2 separate regions of the Mus musculus genome follow, and region 1 is linked to region 2. The links are chromatin contacts, called in public HiChIP or PLAC-seq maps. All regions are on one chromosome and are shown on one strand. The core of a region is the stretch at or near the end of the contact, and the rest is flanking DNA. Distances in the headings are between cores, read along the strand shown. Region 1 has its middle 48 kb from the start of Gm37065. Region 2 has its middle 10 kb from the start of Cd84.

Region 1 (6,614 bases), core at 941-3,440, 140 kb after region 2:
GTAGCCTTTTCAGTAGCTAAACTCTTCTTACCATTTCTCGAAGTCTGAAGATGTCTATGCAATAACTGTCTTGCCATAGCTTTTGGGTCATACTTTCCATACGCACCCCATGCCATCCTTACAGTCCAGAAGGGAATCAGAATGGGAAGGTGGCAAGTGTATATATATATATATATACACTTCCAAATTAGCATAAGGTTTCATTTATCTAATAATGACAGGACAGGTAAGGTGGCTCAAAAGATAAAGCCACCTTCCATCAAGCTAGATGGCCTGAGTTCCATCCCTAGAACCCATGTGGTGGAAGGAGAGGACCAACCCCTAGTACCCAAGGACAATAATGACCCAGATCTCTCTTGTGTTACACTTGTCTGGATAAGCCACATTGATAAAAATATTTCTTAAATATATCAACCAAATGCTTCCATGTCCTTTTCCTTTTAAGGTCATCCATTTCATGTAACATCTAAATAAAATATCCTCAGGCCTTGAGTACTCCACTGAGACTCTGCATTTCTGAAGCTTTGCAGAGGAGACAGAGCTTACGTTCACCTTGTGTGCTCTCCATGTTTCAGTGCCTACAGACTTTCCCATCCCTGTGGTCATCTCACCTCCTCCGGGTGTTCTCACCATGCTGCTCCATCTCAAACATGGGCTCTGTCCCCCCCCCCCAGGACCACCAATACAAGTCTGCGAGTCTGTCTCACTTTCTCTTGAAGACTTCAGGACAAGGCAGGACTCTAAGGCACCATACAGAATAGGATGCACCAGGGTGTGGAGAATGCTTGTCGACAAGCATGAGGACGTGAGCTCACAGCCCCGGCATCCAGGCATGATAGAACACACCTGCATCTGTGACTCTAGTGCTGTGATCGGAGGAGTGACAAATACCCAGTGCTTGCTGGCTAGTCTGTCTAGTCAATTAATGAGCCCCAGACCCAGGGAGAAACCCCATCTCAAAAATAAACAAAAACATAAAACAAAAAAGAGAGAGATAACTGAGAAAGGAAGACCCTCACCATCAATGTATGGGCCTTCATACACATATAAAAATTAATATATTTTCAAAATAATAGAAAACATTAATATTACATGCTTTGAGTCACTATATTCAGAGTTCCTTAGTCATTCCTACACAGGGTTATTCTTACCAAGTATCACCCTCCCAGGCCCCTAAAATCATTCTTCCTTGAAGCCTACTGTTGGTCTTGAAGTTCTTTATATCTGCTTGCCTTACAATGAAATACTATATCTGGTGGACATGGTACAAACGCTTCCACAGAAATTGGCCACTGCTATGAACCAAAGTCTTTATCCTTTTTTTCTCTTTTAAACTAGCACCTTACCCACCTTGGAAAACTAAAACATACTCATTACTCTGTAATTCACAAGGATTTTCAACGCTTTACTAAACAACTGTTTCCATTTCAGAACAAAAGCAGCCGCACTGAGACTTTCCTAAGACCAAGAGCCTTTTTGTTCTCAGAGTTCAGCAAGTAGGATCAGTTTCTAAATGACCTGCGAACAAATCATCGGCTCGCCCACAGTTTTCATCAATAACAATAAGTACCAAACATAGCACCCAGAAGGAAGATGGCTCACGAGGAGTCAAAATGAAACGGAAGTCAGGAAGTGGATGGTGTCCTTGGAAAAGGTGAGGATGCTCCATCACAGAGGGACTTATGAAAGGGAAGCTAATGGAAACAATCTTCTAGGTGAGGGGGTTAAGGAAAGTGAGTGAGCCATCCCTTTCCCTCCTTTGTGACAGCTTCCTTCCTGTGTGCCCTTGGTTGTTCCTGAAGCAATTATCACACCTACCTCTCACCCTCACCTCCGTCCGTCCCCTCATGATTTTCACAGCTCAAGTGTTGAGTGAATCTGTCCAGGCCTCCTAAAACCTTTGATGTTGAAAACTGTTAGGAAGCCAGAAATGACTTCTGAATTTGCAAACTTTCCAGTCACTGTCTAGATTAAACAGGTAGATACAAGCTCCAGACCCACCCCAGCTCATGTGTGCATGCTCTCCTCCCCACCGCAACTCTCTCCCCATTCCTTTCTCTGATTCCTTCTTTCCATCTCTCCTACCCTCTTCTTGGCCTTCTTTCTTTTACCCCTCTTTCTTACTTGTGTGTTGTTTTGTAGATTTAAAGGCGCTAAGACAAGGATGAGGGACGCTATCTCAAAAACAGGAAGCAAAGGGTTTTTCCGTTTGTTTTGCTTTGAGACAGGGTCTCTTTCTAAGTCCTGGCCTTCCTAGAACTACCTCTGCCTCTGCCTCTCAAATGCTGAGATTAAAGGTGTTTGTCAACACCTCTGGCAGGAATTAGAGCTTTGAACAAAAGATGTTGAGGCTTCTAATTGGACTCCAAGTTGGTTTACTAGAAGCATGAGAAATAAAGATTTTTTTTTTCCAAAGAGAAAAACCAGAAGTCTTTTGAAAGGGTAACTGTGGAGAAATGGAGCAACCAGCTCAGTGGTGAAGAACGCTGGCTCCTCTTCCAGGGGACCTGGGTTCAATTCCCAGCGTCCACATGTTGGCTCATAAGCACCTCTAGTTCCAGTTCTAGCGGATCCAATGTCTTCTTCTGACTTTCAAGGGCACCAGGCACACATGGTACACAGACATACATTCAGACAAAACACTTAGACCTTAAAATAAAAAGAAAGGGAGGAAGGAAGGGAGGGAGGGAGGGAATGATGGAGGGAAGGAGGGGAGAGAGAGGGAATGGGAGGGAGGGAGAGTAACCATAGAGATGAAACTTCTTAGCCTTGTTTCTCCTTATCCAGGTGATATCAGCACATTTGCCTCTGGCAATGGCAGCTGGCCTTTGTGTGGCTACCCTGTCTAACGTGGTCAAGTAATCAGAAGAGGGCAGAGTCAGTTGTGTGATGGTTCTAAGAGTAAATGCTGGCCTTCCCCACTGACCAGCCTTGGGTAAGGCACTTGGCCTATCCCAGCAATCCTGATCAGCATAGCTCTACTGTTAGGACACTTAGTGGCTAGTGTCATCCTAATTGGCCCATTACTATGCTCTATGAGCTGCATAAATGATTAACTCTGAATAAATTAAGTATTATATGTAAATAACCTATCACAGAGCTTACCTGACACATAATGCAAGATGCTCAATAAAGGTTAGTTCTTCTTCTAATGTTTTTTTTTCCTACCCACCCATTCACGAACCTCCTCACCAATGCAATTCTCTGTAGAGTGGATTTTTTTTTTAAGTATTGGTCTAATGTTCCACAGCTTACAAAATGGAAAACTTAAACACAGTGGTGAATGGGTAAGACATAACACTGAGTCGGGAGCTCCAGTATAAGATTGTTCATGCCAATGCAGGATATGAATCCAAAACCCCAGATCCAGGACTCCATAAGAATTTATCTATGGTTATCAAGAGAAAAAGAGATCAAACTTTGAAATCAGGGGGACCTGGATTCAGGCTCTGTTCCTGCCAGTTACTATCCATGTGCTCTCCCTCTCCCTCTCCTCCCTCTCCCTCGCCTCCCTCTCTCTCCCTCTCCCTCTCCTCCCTCTCCCTCTCCCTCTCCCTCTCCCTCTCCCTCTCCCTCTCCCTCTCCCTCTCTCTCTCCCTCTCAGAGATTTATTTATTTATTTTATGTATGTGAGTACACCATTGCTCTCTTCAGACACACCAGAAGAGGGAATCAGACCCCATTACAGATGGTTGTGAGCCACCATGTGGTTGCTGGGAATTGAACTCAGGACCCCTGGAAGAGCAGTCAGCGTTCTTAACCACTGAGCCATCTCTCTGTGTGATCTCAAACCAACCACTTGACCTCTCTTGCTGAGGTTTGGTCTGTTGCTATGTATTATAATGCTAAATTCTATCCCCGAAGGTCTAGGCCTATGTGAGACTTTTCATGTTTACAAGTTTTTGTTGTACAAACCTTGTTCCTTGATTTAAAACTATTGGTTAAATAAAATTGGCTACAGTCAATTACTGGAGGGTTTGGAGTAACTTAGTTGGAGGAGGAGAAACCAGGGGAGGGGCTAGAGAGGTGACTCAGCAGGGCACTGGCTACTCTTCCAGAAGACTGGAGTTTGATTCCCACCACTCACACAACTATGTAAATCCAGTTGCAGGGGATCAGATGCCCTCTCCTGGTCTCTACAGGCACTGCACACACATGGTGCACAGACATATATACAGACAAAACACCCATGCAAACAAAATAAAACTTTTTTCAAGAAAATTTTCCTCTGACTATGTGGTTCCTAAAAATCTTTGTCTTCAGGTTACGTCTTTCATTGTGAGTGTTTTACTGAAATATTTTCTTGAAGACAGATCAATAGTTCAATACCAGAAAAATGTCTCACATTGTGTGGTTGTACACACCTACAGTCATAGCATTTGGGAAGTAGAAAAAAACAGGATTAGGGGTTCAGGGTCAGCAGCCTGTACATAGAGAGAGAGGCTAACATAGCAAGTCAGAGGACAGTCTGGGCTATGTGAGCTCTTATTAATAGAAGGAGTGTAGGTAAGTGTACTGTGCCACCAGACAGGCATAAGAACTGTTGAAGTGGAGGATGCTCAAACCCCAGGAATCTCAGAGATTTGAGAACCGCAAGAGTGGAGCCACTCTCTACCTGTCTCTGCGCCTGCGCTGGATCATGGAACCACTACCTCCAACTGAGAGGACCACAGAAAGTCACTTAATGCAACGCCTGGAGCCCTTCCCCATGCAAACAGATCATCACCAACATTTTCACCTCAACCAAGAGAAAACATTTACCCCCCCCCCAATCCCATCCCACTCCCCAAGGTTCATATAATTGCTATCCACATGTAATAAAGCATACAAGTTATTTCACCAAGGATCATCTGAGAGTGCCTGTCATTAGTGAGCTGTAACTCTTGGGGGAAGGCCCTGTACTCTGAAGCACTTGTCGTTGGATCTTGGACCTACCTGCCCGGCCAGGCTCTCCTCGGAGTGCAGGCTGTTGATATAGCTGCTGACACCATTACAACACTGTAGGACCCTGACCCCAGCTTCCTGCCCTTCAAAGGCTGCCCAAGTTTCTTTATTTCCCCTTTAAGAGCTGTAACACTCCCAGCATTCCTAGCTGGACCAGAGACCTGTGGAACCACCGTCCCAGAGGCTTTATCCTCCTCAGTTTGGTGTACCTTGACTTTTGACACCCCAGAGGAAACACAAGCTTCGGACTCGGTGTTCTGGACTTTTCTCAGCCTTCTCTGAGCCAGTGTACAGTCTACTCAGGGCACCAGAGGAAAGGCAGAACGCTGTACCACAAAGGCGGACGGCAGAGCAGTGATGGCCCACTCCTAGTACTCAAGAGACTGAGGCAGGGGCATCTCTGAGTCCAAGGCCAGCCTGGTCTACCCAACGAGTTCCAGGACAGCCAGGGCCTCACATAGAAACCCTGTTTGGAAAAAAAAAAAAAAAGAAGAAGAAGAAGAAGAAGAGGGGGAAGGCTAGAATATAGCTGAGTGGTAGAGACCTTATCCAGCATATTTTAGGTTCAGGTATCAATGCTGTAAAGAGGGATTTGGGGGATTTGAGACATTTGTTGCTACTTCAAGAAATAATTTAAACCAGTGGGCTTTCCCATAATATATTTCTGGATAATTGGTCAGGTAAATTAAATTTCTTCATCCATAGAGTTCTGTAGAAGCTAGCCTGGCCTCTTAGCTTAGAGAAGCCAAGTGGTTGCCTAACTTTAGAAAGAAGTTGGTAATGATATAAATTAGGATTCTGAATTTTTATGGAGACCCTTAGGTTTCCCTGAAACAAACAAACAAGCCTTTATGACTTGTCTCTTGACAAAATATAGGTTGTTTTAGGTTTGAAAATTTAGTTCAAATGGGACCCCTGGCCTGAGGGGAGATGGAGATGGTAGAAGAATTACTATGAAAATATAGTCAGGAGATAGTAGCAACATGAAAGTTTAAACAGGGATACAAGTAGAGGAAATGGGAGAGAAAATCGGGTGCAGGAAGAAGGTTAACCAAGACTCAGAGTGTCAGAAGGAGTCTCACGGGAATGGACTGCTTTATAAGCTAGTAGTAAAACGTAACTCTTAAAAAAGACTCGGAGTAGAGATGGCATGCTTGGTGATGATGCCACTTTCCACAGACCATGGGAAAAGGCAAAACAAAAAGACATGAAATGAGGTGGGAACTTAGTACATGCTGGGAAATGGTGAGAAAGCATGGTAAGAGAGGGCCGAGATGAGTGTGACCAGAATGTATTACAATATGAGTGAGATTGTCAAAGCATAAATATTAATGTAAAAGGACCTCTGCTCTTTAGTCCCTCAACCTTAAAGCAATGGCAAAAATAAGCCGCCAGTCCGCAAACACCAACCTGGAAACCCTTCCTCTGACTGTAACTAAAATAATAACAATAATAAGTAGGCTAACTCAAGTCCTCCAGGAAGCATCAAGACACCAAAGACAGTATCATGAAGCTGCCTGTGAGAGAGAGAGAGATAAAAAGAGCAAAGACTGGAGAAAGCAGGGAGGCCATAGGGTCGAGCTGACTCCTGGGAGTCCGAGAGAGAAGGATTAGATTAGCTGGGCCCCATACTGCCTGCCATTCTATGAAAGTTTTTGCCAGGCCACCGG
Region 2 (6,594 bases), core at 329-2,828:
ACTAGCAAATATCTCTTTTTTCAGATCTGAGAGGTAATGGCAGAGCTAGCTCTTCCTTTTCAGTTCCCAATCTCACCACTTGGGTGTGGTATTTCACACAGTCTGGCAAATTAGTTAAGGGAGAGCTAACCATGGAAGGCTTTCCCAGAAGTAGAAATGAGCAATGATTTCACAATATGGCACTATTGTTTGGAATTAAGTTCCCAATCCTAGCCCCTGACAGGCCAAACTAGGGTTTAAAAATGGAGTCACTTGTACCAAGCTCTGTAACTGACTAACTTATTACCTGGTTTCAGAAATCAGAAGAGAGAGAAATAACAGCTACATTTTCCAAATGGATCACTTTAGGTTGTTTTGTGTGGTAATTCTTGTTCTGGACTGTCGGGTTTGGTGTTGCTAGAGATCAAACTCTCACATGCCAGGCAGTCCCCACCACTGAGTTATGGCCCCCAGCCCTGACAAGCTAGGGTCAGTTGGCATGGTAATAAAGTTATTATGTAGGAAAACAGAAAAATGAATAATGTAAAGCAACCCAGTACTCACCAGTTATCTTGCTGTTGCTCTGCCTCCTGGCCCTAGCTTTTAGGGAAAGCAACTTTAGAACCAAGGCTGAGGCACAAATCTACTCCTTGTTCCTCGAGTCTGCCTCCCTCAGGGATGCTCTGTCCAGAAAGCCAGCTACTTATGCTCAGCTCGTTGGAACACTTACTCTGGTTTCTGGAATAAAAGTTTTCCTGGATCCAGGACCACGAATAAAGCTAAATAAAGCCTTTAAAACTAAATTTGTAACTTGTGTCTTCCCATTTCTCACGCTGGCTCCCTTGCCTCCCACCTGTTCCTGTCCTGTTGAGAAAAAACTCTGTGCTGTGCTCCATGTCTTATGTCCAGCTTTCTCTGCACACTCTACAGCTTCAGTTATTCTTTTTACCCTCTCTTCCCTGCCGCCCCTCCCCCCAGTTCAATGTTCACCCTATGCATAGACTCAGTCTTTTCTCTCCAGGCCCAATACAGTGGGGCAATGGCTGCTGGTTGTTGGCGCGTGGAGTTATAGGTCATGGTGTACTGTTATATCCATAGCTCTGGAGGCTTTAAAACCAGCTTCAAATTATCTCTCTCTCTTTTTGTTTCATTCATGTGAAGACAGGAAACACTGAGGCCTATCAAGTGTTGTCATCTCTCTCAGATTTTAAAACTTAAGCTATTCTGTATCTTTTGATATCTGTAAAGAATTTACAAGTCAAAATCTTGTATTCCATAAGAATTAAATTAATAAAGTTTGAGATTTTGTGACATATATGTTTGCCAAAGTTACCCAAGGAATGACATTGAAGCACAATTTATTTGATAAATATTTTATCATAGAAATAGCTTTATAAGAAATGTATTTTGAGTGTAGTATTAATATAGAATCAGAAATTTTGGTCTGCATGTTTTATATAGCTATATAGAGTTCAGAAAGTTATGATGTGAATACTTATGCTTCCTTAAAATTGCTGTTGAACTCCTGACCTCCAAGATGATGGTATTGTGTAAGGCCTTAGAAGGCAGTTAAGTCACTAGAGGGAGGCAAATTACCATTCTTCATGGAGACTTGTGACCCTGGAGAGGCTAGAGAGATGACTAAGTGGTTAACTGGCTGGTACTTTTTCAGATGACTCAAGTTCCAATCCAGGAAACAACCATCTGTATTTCTGCTTTCATTGAATCTGACACCATTTTTTAATCTCCACTGACACCAGACAAAAATGCATAGACACACACTCAGACAAAACACACATATACAAAATAAAATAAAATGAATGTGGGGTGTGTGTGTGTGTGTGTGTGTGTGTGTGTGTGTGTGTGTGTGTTCAGGAGAGTTGCCTTTTTCTTTTGACATAATTCTTCCACAATGACAGAACCTTTTACTCTTCTGACATGATTCTTCCACAGTAATAGGAAACTTTTACAAGGAAGGAGATTCTGACCAGATCCTGAATAAGCCAGAAACTTGTTCTTCAGTTTTCTGGCCTTGAAAACTATGATGAGTATATTTATATATTTACTATTTAGAAGTCATTCAGTTTATGATAAATCATTATAACAAAATACTTTAGAAGAAACCAGAATAAGACACAAAGCACCTCCCATTTTGTAGACCTTAGAGTCTTTAGCATCTTAGTCCTTACAGAGAGATTACTGTCTCAGAGAAAAATACCAAGAAGAGTCCTTTATTGTTCCAGTGATTTTTAAACACCATAAAGTGAGAACTTGAAAACGTTTCTAGGAAATTAGTTTACAAGAAAACAAACTAAAATAAGATAAAATTATATATTATTTATAATAATTTGCATTGAATGTGTACTAGAGATGACAGAAGTAGAACACTAGTGAAATTCTGTGACCATGTACCAGAAATAATTGTTTTTGGTGTACAGATAGATGTCTACATATACCATAATATATGAAGAATAATAAATATAATTTTGCCTTTTTTTTATCTCAGTAAAAGCAGAAATTGACCTTGGGAGAGAGCTCAGTAAGATGTATGTCCTGAAAACATGAGGACCTGGGTTTGGATGTCCAAAGAGTCCATCCTGGGATCCTTGGAACCTCAGGAAGAGTCAGACAGAGGAGAGGGTACATTGGGGTAAGTGATAAGAAGGAAATTAATCATGTGCATGATGCCCAGTATATGACTGTCCACCAGAGAACTGAGAATGGTGGTTCCCAGAGACCGCGGGACTACCATGGCACTTCAGTAGCCTTGACGAGCCCAATTTGGAACATGGATGTTTATGAGCTAGGAGAGGGTTTGGTGGATCTAAAGGACTTAGACTGCCATGTAAGTTAGGTTTATGAAGTGCTAATCTAGAGTGAATAGAGAACAAAGAAAAGGGTCTTTTCATGTCACCTGAAGACAATTCTGCAAGATTTGTGTTGTGGGTGGTAGAGAGATAATGAGTGTGGCCATGGCTAAGTTATGACCAAAAGCCTATCAGAACCATCAGGCACAGCTGTGGCAGGGGAACCCAACTGCTCTGCCTTGGATGTGACCTAGGCCCCACCAAGTCCCTGAGGATGGGGAAATGCATGAGAGCCCCATAGAGTGCTGCAGAATAAGGAAACCCAAGGGAGGATGGGACCCATCTCCATTCTGTCCTGGAGCTTGCTAACATTTTACCTTGGTCGCTAACCCTTGATATCAACTGGTGATGCAAATGAACTGCTGCAGTTTGTGAGAACCTGTTTACCCTTTGTTAAAAGTTATTATTACATGAGTTTGTTTTGTTTGTTTGTTTTTAATTTTGTTTTGTTTCTAATGCTAACCACTGAGTAGCTGACAAAATAAATAAGAGAAATCCCCCCTCAAAGGCAGCAAAACAACAGTTTGTTTCAATCTGTTTATTCTAAAGGTATCCTACATGGGTTGGTGTTGGGAGCCGCCCTCACATTTGCCATTATAAGATGGTGCTGACAGCTGTGTTCTAAGTGGTAAACATAATCTGCACACGTGCAGGGGCAGTTTTCCCGCCATGTGTTCTGCCTTTCTCGTGATGACAACTGAGCCGATGGGCTGCAGCCAATCAGGGAGTAATGCGTCCTAGGCGGAGGATAATTCTCCTTAAAAGGGACGGGGTTTTGCCATTCTTTTTCTCTCTCTCTTGCTTTCTTGTTCTTTTTCTCTCTCTTGTTCTTGCTTTCTCTCTCTCTTGTTCTTGCTTTTTCTCTCTCTTGTTCTTGCTTTTTCTCTCTCTTGTTCTTGCTTTTTCTCTCTCTTGTTCTTGCTTTTTCTCTCTCTTGTTCTTGCTTTTTCTCTCTCTCTTGTTCTTGCTTTTTCTCTCTCTCTCTTGCTTTCTTGTTCTTTTTCTTTCTCTCTCTTGCTCTGGCTCTTGCTTCTTGCTCCTAAAGATGTAAGCAATAAAGCTTTTGCCGCAGAAGATTCTGGTTTGCTGCGTCTTTCCTGGCCGGTCGCGAGAACGCGGGTAAGAGTTGGTGCCGAAATCCGGGAAGAAAGAACCCGGGACGAAAAAACCCGGGACAAGAAGACCCGGGACGGGACGAGAAAACCCGGGACGGGACGAGAAGACCTGGGACGAGAAGACCTGGGACGAGAAGACCTGGGACGAGAAGACCTGGGATGAGAAGACCCGGGACGAGAAGACCTGGGACGGTTACCATCACCGGCGCAAGGAAGATCCCTCATTCCGGAACCAGAACTGCGGGTCATGGTAATGAAGTGTTCCCGTAAAACAGACTGTTGAGAAGGATTCAACTGCGTGAATTCAGAACTCTTCAGCTGGGGAATGGTGGTAATAAAGTGTTCCCGTAAAACAGACTGTTGAGAAGGATTCAACTGCGTGAATTCAGAACTCTTCAGCTGGGGAACAGGGTACCTGTAAGTATAGCTTTACAAGGTATGTCTGGCCTTGAACTTTCTAATGAAATTCAAGACAGTCTATCAGAAGTAAAGTGGGAAATAGCTTTACAAGGTATGTTTGGCCTTGAACTTTCTCTAGTGTTAGGAGCCTTTTTGTTCCTTTTCACATGTTATCAAGTGGTTAAGGCAGGGCTGAAAATTCTGGATGAAATTCAGGGCAATCTATCAGAAGTAAAGCGGGGAGAGAGAGTAGGAGCAAAGAGGAAATATGGCGCAAAAAATAAGTATACAGGCCTTTCCAAGGGTCTTGAACCTGAGGAAAAGTTTAGGTCAGGTAAGAATACCTGGGGAGAGATTGGAAGGAAGGAGAAGGAAAAAGAAAAGAAAAAAGATCAATTAGCGGAGGTTTCTAGGAGAAGGAGCCTATACTCATCACTAGGTGAGCTCAAGGAGCCAGTTCTTAATAGTTCTGAATCAGATGAAAAGGCTATTAGGGCCTGGAAGGCGCTCTCCCAAGCAGGTGAAGCCACTGGACAACTAACAAAGATCGTCCAGGGACCTCAGGAGTCCTTCTCAGATTTTGTGGCCAGAATGACAGAGGCAGCAGAGCGTATTTTTGGAGATTCAGAGCAAGCCGCACCTCTGGTAGAATAGCTCATTTATGAGCAAGCCACGCAGGAATGCAGAGCGGCCATAGCCCCAAGAAAGAACAAAGGTTTACAAGACTGGCTTAGGGTTTGTTGGGAGCTTGGGGGACCTCTCATTATGCGTTACTTCCATTCAGTATGAGAAATTTACTAGGGCAGCTAATTTGTTAAAAAGTCTTTCTCAGTATATGTTACAGAATTGGACGGCTGAATTTGAACAGACACTTCGGGAATTGAGAATTGCCATCATTCAGGTCAACTCCACGCACTTGGACCTGTCCCTGATCAAAGGATTACCCAATTGGATCTCCTCAGCATTTTCCTTCTTTAAAAAATGGGTATGGGTGGGATTATTTGGAGATACACTTTGCTGTGGATTAGTGTTGCTTCTCTGGTTGGTCTGTAAGCTTAAGGCCCAAACTAGGAGAGACAAGGTGGTTATTGCCCAGGCACTTGCAGCTCTAGAACATGGTGCTTCCCCTGATATATCTATGCTTAAGCAATAGGTCGCTGGCCATTCAGCTCTTGCACCCCACGAGGCTAGTCTCATTGCACGGGATAGAGTGAGTGTGCTTCAGCAGCCTGAGAGAGTTGCACGGCTAAGCACTGCAGTAGAAGGGCTCTGCGGCATATATGAGCCTATTCTAGGGAGACATGTCATCTTTCATGAAGGTTCAGTGTCCTAGTTCCCTTCCCCCAGGTAAAACGACACGGGGAGCAGGTCAGGGTTGCTCTGGGTAAAAGCCTGTGAGCCTAAGAGCTAATCCTGTACATGGCTCCTTTACCTGCACACTGGGGATTTGACCTCTATCTCCACTCTCATTAATATGGGTGGCCTATTGCTCTTATTAAAAGAAAAGGGGGAGATGCTGGGAGCCGCCCTCACATTTGCCATTATAAGATGGTGCTGACAGCTGTGTTCTAAGTGGTAAACATAATCTGCACACGTGCAGGGGCAGTTTTGCCACCATGTGTTCTGCCTTTCTCGTGATGACAACTGAGCCGATGGGCTGCAGCCAATCAGGGAGTAATGCGTCCTAGGCGGAGGATAATTCTCCTTAAAAGGGACGGGGTTTTGCCATTCTTTTTCTCTCTCTCTTGCTTTCTTGTTCTTTTTCTCTCTCTTGTTCTTGCTTTCTCTCTCTCTTGTTCTTACTTTTTCTCTCTCTTGTTCTTGCTTTTTCTCTCTCTTGTTCTTGCTTTTTCTCTCTCTTGTTCTTGCTTTTTCTCTCTCTTGTTCTTGCTTTTTCTCTCTCTCTTGTTCTTGCTTTTTCTCTCTCTCTCTCTTGCTTTCTTGTTCTTTTTCTTTCTCTCTCTTGCTCTGGCTCTTGCTTCTTGCTCCTAAAGATGTAAGCAATAAAGCTTTTGCCGCAGAAGATTCTGGTTTGCTGCGTCTTTCCTGGCCGGTCGCGAGAACGCGGGTAAGAGGTTGGAAAAGCAACTCTCAAAACCTATTAAGTTGTTAAATGAAATGCCAGTACCAGTGCTGGGTTACCTCCTCGCAAATTATTGACCAGGGAGGCCCTAGAGACCTCTAAAATGATAAATCCTATTGCCACTCTGTCATAGTTAGGGTTTTCATTGCTG

The links. HiChIP or PLAC-seq counts read pairs in DNA pulled down with a chosen protein or histone mark.
Region 1: an H3K27ac HiChIP or PLAC-seq map of regulatory T cells shows a contact between it and region 2, with 5 times the contacts expected there. The contact joins two enhancer-like sites. A contact is called at or near these places in 5 of 39 promoter capture datasets (3T3-L1-derived adipocytes, cranial neural crest, erythroid cells and 2 more), 5 of 15 datasets of contacts at CTCF or cohesin (CD8 T cells, embryonic stem cells, large pre-B cells and 1 more), 4 of 484 Hi-C or Micro-C datasets (bone marrow-derived macrophages and embryonic stem cells), 8 of 115 datasets of contacts at active chromatin or transcription factors (CD8 T cells, the HPC-7 cell line, bone marrow-derived macrophages and 4 more) and 3 of 9 other capture datasets (adipose tissue, macrophages and pancreatic islet).

The regions. Positions count from the first base shown.
Region 1 is chr1:171,964,396-171,971,009 of GRCm38.p6, forward strand. No RefSeq gene overlaps it. Among named protein-coding and RNA genes, the nearest start is that of Gm37065, 48 kb to the left of the region's middle. Within about 2 kb of position 2,191, at least 28 of the 459 cell types and tissues checked have an H3K27ac peak or open chromatin away from gene starts, as enhancers often do. A contact at or near this core is called in CD8 T cells and regulatory T cells, where this site is marked.
Region 2 is chr1:171,826,298-171,832,891 of GRCm38.p6, forward strand. No RefSeq gene overlaps it. Among named protein-coding and RNA genes, the nearest start is that of Cd84, 10 kb to the right of the region's middle. Within about 2 kb of position 1,579, at least 23 of the 459 cell types and tissues checked have an H3K27ac peak or open chromatin away from gene starts, as enhancers often do. A contact at or near this core is called in CD8 T cells and regulatory T cells, where this site is marked.